Regions from separate parts of the Pan troglodytes genome. Here region 2 is linked to region 1. The links are chromatin contacts, called in public Hi-C maps. All regions are on one chromosome and are shown on one strand. The core of a region is the stretch at or near the end of the contact, and the rest is flanking DNA. Distances in the headings are between cores, read along the strand shown.

The links. Hi-C and Micro-C count contacts between places; a contact is called where the count stands out from the background.
Region 2: a contact with region 1 is called in a Hi-C map of induced pluripotent stem cells, with 1.7 times the contacts expected there. The contact joins the promoter of LOC100614109 here to the enhancer-like site in region 1. A contact is called at or near these places in 2 of 7 Hi-C or Micro-C datasets (both in induced pluripotent stem cells).

What each region holds. Positions count from the first base shown.
Region 1 is chr9:49,693,954-49,697,595 of NHGRI_mPanTro3-v2.0_pri, reverse strand. No RefSeq gene overlaps it. Among named protein-coding and RNA genes, the nearest start is that of CHST1, 19 kb to the right of the region's middle. Within about 2 kb of position 1,890, at least 1 of the 24 cell types and tissues checked has an H3K27ac peak or open chromatin away from gene starts, as enhancers often do. A contact at or near this core is called in induced pluripotent stem cells, where this site is marked.
Region 2 is chr9:49,778,802-49,782,443 of NHGRI_mPanTro3-v2.0_pri, reverse strand. LOC100614109 reads right to left here and starts at 1,588. Exons shown (of 2, transcript XM_003313000.5): 1 at 1,359-1,588; 2 at 716-1,081. The coding sequence starts at 1,488. The coding sequence ends at 849.

The DNA of each region.
Region 1 (3,642 bases), core at 641-3,140:
CAAAGAGAAAAAGGGTGCTGAAGCATCAAAATTAATCTCATTGCATAGTTTTGGGTAGAGATTGTCCAATTCCGTAGTTGGCGGCTTGTCTGTTGTCTTAGCTAAGCAGAAGCTGTCCTTGTCTGCAGCCAGCTTTTTTGTTTTGTTGTTGAGAATTTGTAAAAATCGTGTTTGAAGTTTTCCAGTGGAATGGAATGTCTGGTAGTTAGGTGATGTCTGTCTGCAGTGGGAAGCCTGAACCCAAGGCTCAGCACCTTGGTGTTCTTCTGCTGTGTTAGTTGTTGACAGTGCCTGGTAAGGGCTTTTGGGTGTCGAAGGCTGTCTTTGTCTAGATATCAAAACACCAGAACACCCAACCTCCAGGCTTTCAGGTGGCACAGAAGCTGCTTAAGTGGAGCCTAGCAGAGGTGATGACACAATAGTCTCAGATGTCTGTACTGTTACTGAGTCCAGGGTCCCGCTTCCAGGCAGCAAGGGCTTTAGCTGTACCTTGCTAAAACTTCTGTCTCTGTTAACGCCCTGTCCCCTACATGCCTGTAGTGGAACAAAGTTGGGATTGTTGACTCATTGCTATGAAAGAGACACACTTCCTGGGAAATGTGGCGCATCTTGACATGCTTTTTCTTTCTCATAGGTCCTCCTTGACTGCATTGGAAGCTCTGTGGGGGCTGAGCCTATGTCTAGTGCTCCTCGTTGAGTTTAGTGTTGCACCTAATTTAGAGTGGGTGGCAGAGGAACTCAGTGAGTGCCCTTGAAATGATCAGCTGGACAAGGCCTGGAGGGATAGTAACCTTTTAAAGTGGGACTGGTTTCCTAGGAGAGCCAAGGCACATGTCACTCCTTTCTCTAGAGGCCAAAGAGGCCGAAGGAAAAAGGCATAGGAAGACATGAACACAGACTCGTCTATAGGAAAAATGAGGCTGAGGACTCCAGAGAGAGCAAATCCCAAACTAGAACCCTCCTTCCTGTGGTTTTCTAAGAATGGGAAGTTGAACTCCTATACCTGGACTGAGTTGGGGACATGCAACTACATGGGGTGGGAGCTCCTAGAGATGCAGCGAAGGCCCTGAGAAGGAAGGAGAGTCATAGTGCTGCCTTTTCCTGAGCAATTGATGTTATATAAAGAATCATTACAGTTCTCTCACCTGTGTTTCTTGCTCCCCCCTCCCCCCATCTTCCTTTTCTTCCATTAGGGGTGGGCTGGAGACAGGGTGGGAGCAAGGAGGAGAATGGTTAGGCAGGGGAATGAGGCATGGGGCAGGGAGAGGGGTCTCGGGCTAGTGGGAGAGGGCCTCGGCCAATAACCCTGCAAGATCCCTGAACCTGTACTGATCCTCCCTCACCTTCCAAAGATCCAGGCAAGCAGTCCCTTGGCCTGAGAGGACTACATTCCCCCAACCCTGGAAGACACTCACCAGGCCCGCGGGCTCCATTCTCTCCCCAGGCAATAGTCTCTCTCCTCTCCGACTCTCCCTCCAAATCCATCTTCATTATTAACTATAAACGTCAGAATCAGAGCCCTTGGAAGGCTGTGCCTAGATAAATAATGCTTTTCATATTTAATTTACGAGTAGTTCTGCAGCCTCTTTGGGGTGTGCTGGGTTAATTAAGAGCTGAATTAGAAGAAGCCGCTTTTCCCCAAGGAGACTCAATTAAAGTCTTCCTGACAAAAAAAGGAAAAGGAAAAGGTGGTCGAAGAAGGAGGTCCATTGGGGAAAGTGTCCCTTCATTATGACCTTTAACTAGGGCTGGCTGGAGGGGAGCTCAGGGTGCTGTAGTTTAGCTTTTCCGTCCCTTTTTGTTTGGAGCGTCCCCCAGTCTCTGAGTCAGGCAGTTCAAGTTAGTGGGAGGTGCAGGATACTGACTGTGATGAGCCAGGGCAGCTTTTCTGGCTGGCAAGGGGTTAACGCTTTCCGCCTCTCACCCCTGTAGCTTGGAAACTAGTCCGGAGCTGCTGGGAGTGGGATGTGGTTCTGGGGAGATGATGCCAGCCTCAGGCCAGGCTCGTGGCTCTGAAATTCCAACCCCCATTCCAAGTGCTTCTATCCCCAAACTCAGCCCCCTTTGCTGGGGCTGAGCAGGTGAGGGCTTCTTGGCTTGTGTATCCTGAGCATTTCATGGGCAGTCAATGAAATTTACCTTCCCATGGGAGAGATTTTTCTCTTCCTCTGCCCTCCACTGGGAAGGCTGGGGCCCTGCTGCCAGGAGAGGCTGCTGTGGCAAGGGGTAGGGGGAGAAGGCTCTGCCCTGTTGGGGCTGCATCCCCTCCTCTTTTTCTTCCACCCCCCAACCCACACACACTTCAGGAGATCAGACTGCAGAACTTGAACAATGTGGTCTGCCCCTCCTGTTTATAGCTGAGGAGGCCAAGATCCTAAAGGGGGAAAGCAACATGGCCAAGGTCCTAGAGTGAGTTGGTTCAGAGATGGGGCCAGAATTCTAGGCTGCTGCCACCAACACACTCAAATGTGCATGCGTGTACAAACACATACATCTCCAATCCAACAGCCCCCATATGCTCCTGTGGGGAGAGACGCACCCACTGCATCACAAGCTGACTCTCTGTTCCTTGTTCATGCTCACCCATAAGGCAAGAGCTTCTCCACACCCTGGAGACCCTGTTGCATACGTTGTTGTCACACAGAGTCTGTACATTTGCAGAGTGATAGATTCTGTCAGCACCTGCTATGTCCCCAGACAGAATCACTAAGTGCCAGACGATCTCAGGTTGTCTCCTGACCTCATTGCCATATGCTTACCCTCCTCACATAAGCCTAGGGCTGGGAAGCAATATCTCTGCTGAACATGAATGTGCGCATGTATACACACACACACACACACACACACACACACACACACAGCACAAGGCTCAAGTACTCAAGTCCAGACTGCTCTTTTGTTGTACAGAAAGGATACAGCACTCTTTATGACTGTCCCTCAGCATCCCAAGCAGTAATTGTAGACTGCACCAAGTCTACAATGAACTTTCTTACTCTTGTGAAAAATAGCGAAAGTGACATGCATGGTGTCAGAGGGAAGCCCTCAGCGGAAGCAGGTGCAGGATGTCCCTCTAATCCGTGGGACTCTCGAGAGGGGGCTGCTTGCTCCCTCATCCATCAAACTAGACTTTATGACATCCTGTACTTTGAGGACCTGTTTCCCTCAAGGGGATCCTATAGCAACCCAGGCTGAAACCTGGCCTCTCCCTCTTTACCCTTGGTCACCTCTGCATCCTGTAGGAAGGGGCTGAGGCCTAAGTAGATGGGGCAGAAACTCTTGTGGGGAAGGAAGCTTTTCCAATTCTCTTTCTGCATGGACCGTTTCTGATTTTTGGCTCATCTCTAGTTTCATAGCCAAATTCATGCCTGTGGACAGATTTGGCTACTTTGGCTAGCCCCATGGAGCTTCTCCTGGAGCAGTTTTGTCCTTTCCCTTTGACACCTTTCAGATATTCACCTGGACAGATCCCCTGGGGGGATGGGCTGCCCAAAGCAGTGTGGGGGCCTTCAGTTCTGACTTTAGGGCTGGGTGGGCCTTGGGGGTCATCTTGCCCAACCTCCTCATGCACGGAAGAAAAGGAGAGACTTGGCTGATGCCACACAGCAGGTCCAGGGCAGACCAGACTCAGACCCAGGGCCCTAG
Region 2 (3,642 bases), core at 339-2,838, 85 kb before region 1:
AAATAGAGATACCTGCTTTCTATATGCATGCACTGTTGTTTACATGCCTCTGAATTTCTAATTTCTGCAGGAGATTCTGGTGACTAGTGTGCCATTTTCTCAATGTTCACAGTTATTATAACTTTAAATATTTTACCCATATCCTGTAACAATGTCATCCAAGTGTTCTTTAAGTGGTGGTGCTGAAAAACGCACCTGAAAATCGATAACATTGGAAAGGAAGTGAGATGTGATAAAACGTTATGAAGAAGGCCAAACCACCGGCAGGAAATGCTGCACTGTTAATTTAGCAGAGAGTGCGTTATGAAATATTAGCGATAATGCCAGGGAAATAAAAAGCAGCATTAAGGCAAAAATATGCCACAATTGGAGTAATGTATGCAACCCATCCTTTCTACTTTGCATTCATTTCTCTGGCAAAATTAGTCAGAAATTATGCACGCTTTGAATTATGCAAGGTGTTCAGGACCACATGCTTTGCATAAAACGCTACTGCCCTGAGGTTCTCAGTGGGTGGAAGAATGAGTGACCATATTCTAGGGTTATCTTAGGCCAGGCCGTTGTACCCTCCTGTCCTAGGTGGGGATGCAGTGACCTCATCTGTAAAATGGGACCGTTGGACTGGCTTGTCTTTCTTTCCTTATTAGACTATGTCGAGACAGGCACCATTATATTTCTGACCCAAAAGTGTCTTTTGCTGGACGGATCCCACAGCTGATACCAAACTTGTCTTTATTAACTGTGAGGCTGGCCATTCAAACACCAGGTGCCAGAGAGGGTCCCTCACTCATCGGAGTCCAGGTGGGATGAATCCTCGGAGGCAAGGTCCCTCCACCTTCACCCTAGAGTCACACAGAGACTTGCCCTGGCAGCTGGTGACAGGTGGGTGGGAGAAGAAAAGGCCCCTGGGGAGCAGGAGAAAGCCAGGTGCCATGGGGACCCAGCGCCGCTGGAGGGCAGCACCAGCACACAGCTGAGGCCGCCTCTCCCGGAGCCCGGAGGGAGCTGGGTTCCGGTCGCCAGCGGTGCCCGGGTGAGCAGTTCACCCTCACGTCCCTGCTCTTACGAAGTTCCCATTCTTCTGGAGAAGACAAAATAAACGTGAACAAATGAACAAGTGTGCATGGTCATGCAGCAAGTGTTGGTACAAACAAGATAGTGGTGGGGGTGGGGACACCGTTAAATAGGGGCCAGGGAGGCCTAACCCGGGAGGGGATAGCTGAGATGCCACTTGAGTGGGGAAAACAGCCCGAGATCTGAAGGTTTCATGGAGAGGGGAAGGGGCCCCTAGAGGAGTCGGGAAAGCCTGGGTCAGGGAAGACGAGAAAACTGAGGAACAGAGAAGCCAGGTAACTTACCCAGGGTCATAGAGCCGGTGAGCTGGGGACAGCGCCTGTCAACGCCCGAGAGCCTTCCACGGCACTGGTTTCTCCGACCTTCCTCTCTAAACAGGACCGTGACAGTGACAGGTTCTGCCCCACTCCCCATTTCTGACCGCAATCTCCATAAGGAAACAGGGCAGGGATCACTGGCTGTGAGCCCAGCAAGTCCCCTCCCGTGGCTTTCTCAGTTATTAAATGGAAGGGTGGGTCCCCCCATAACTCCGAAGCTCCTCTCTCTAAGCGTCCGCGGGCCGGGAACGCCTGAATTCTGGCTCCCGAGCACCTTCTTGTGGACAGTTTTGGAATCACACGCTCAGCGAGAAACGGTCGTGGGAAAATGGTCTGTGCTAATTTCGGAGAGGCCAGTGGATTGGAAGGTATCACTGAGGGTGGGTGCACGTGTGTGTATGTGTGCGCGCGCACGTGCATGCGTGCATGCATCTGTGTGCCTGTGTGTGTTGGTCTGTGTGTGAATGTACCTCTGTGCGTATCTGTGTGTATGGTTGTGTGTGAGCATATACTGCTTGAGCCCGTGTGTGTGTGAGTGTGTGTGTGCACTAATGTTTGTTTATATGGGCACAGGCACACACATGTCCATGTCCATGTGTGTGTACCTGCATCTGTATTTTTTCGTCTGGTGTGTGGGCTTGTTTTTGTGTGCCTGCATGCATGTGCCCATGTGCGTGTGTGTTTTGGGAACTGGGACACAGAGGATGATATGAGAAGTCCCCAGTCTTTCTCACAAAGGCCTAACCACTCTCCCTGAAGCCAGCTTTCTCCCCTACTTGCTTCTGTCTGCACCATCACCTGAGTTCTCTCACCTGAACTTTCCACCGACATTTTTTGATGATTTTTCTGTTTTGTGTCCGTAGAGGCTCATTTGAATGTTACAGATCATAGCTCAAGAAATGATTCTCAGGCCGGGCATGGTGGCTCATGCCTGTAATCCCAGCACTTTGGGAGGCTGAGGCAGGTGGATCATCTGAGGTCAAGAGTTCAAGACCAGCCTGGCTAACATGGTGAAACCCCATTTCTACTAATAATAACAAATTAGCCAGGTGTGGTGGCGTGTGCCTGTAATCCCAGCTACTCGGGAGGCTGAGGCAGGAGAATCACTGGAACCGGTGAGGCAGAGGTTGCAGTGAGCCGAGATCCCTGGGTGACACAGCGAGACTCCGTCTAAAAAAAAAGAAAGAAAGAAAGATGTGATTCTCCTCTAGTCTACTCACCCAAATCATGAGTTTCACTTCTCAGGTAGGCTGATCACCCACTGTCCTGTTGAGACCTGGGGACTTGTACAAAGTCGTACCCTGGAGGGTTGAGCAGAAAACCAGGCACATAGTAACTAAGACAATGGAGCGTTAGCAAAGCACTCCACACATCCCGTTCACATGTGTGTCTTACTTGACTCACAGACTGATCTTTCGCCCTTTTTTTTTTTCCTTTTTGTGGTGAACAGGGTCTTGCTATATTGCCCAGGCAGGTCTCAAACTACCGGCTGATCTTTCAAGCCTAGGCAAGGTGAGGCTAATTATTCCCATTTTACAGATGAAGACACTGAGGCTCAGAGAGGGAAATAATGAAAATAGTACTGCAGGAACCATCTAACCAATATGCAAACTCTCTCATCCAGTTTTCATAACATCATCAATTCCCTTCTTTAAAAGACAAGGAGATGGAGGCTTTAAAAATGTGAGGCGAGTACTTAATGCCATATAGCCAATCAGTAGTTGAGGCAGGATTTGAATCTCGCTCCGGAGGCTAAAGCCCAAGTCCTAAACACAATGGCAGGCGTGAGGGCCCTGGGCACACACTGACTTAAGCTCTTTCAGCCACACACTGTCCCTTTGCCATGCCTCTGGGGTCCTAAGAACATCCTCCTCTGAGCCCACAGGGAGGTCATTCCCCATCCTGGGTGCCCCTGCTCCTCTCCCAGATGTGGGGCAGGTGAATCTTGTAACCTGTGTCACTCTCAGAGGCTGAGATGGGGACTGAGCATTAATTATGCAATAACCTCGCTGTGGTGTGCCTAATTGTCTGATAACCATAATTCAATCTTATGGATTACACCAACATTATTGCAGGGAGCAGCTTAAGGCAGTTAACAGAAGCTGCACTCACTTTGTGATATCTTCCTCCTGTCTCCTTGCTGGCTGGGCTGTGAGTCCTTTCCTGGGGGCTGAGGGAGGCTTCGAGGTGCAGGGGGCAGGCAGGAGGTGAGTGACAGCACAAATGTTGCATCACCTTATCCCCCCGAGGG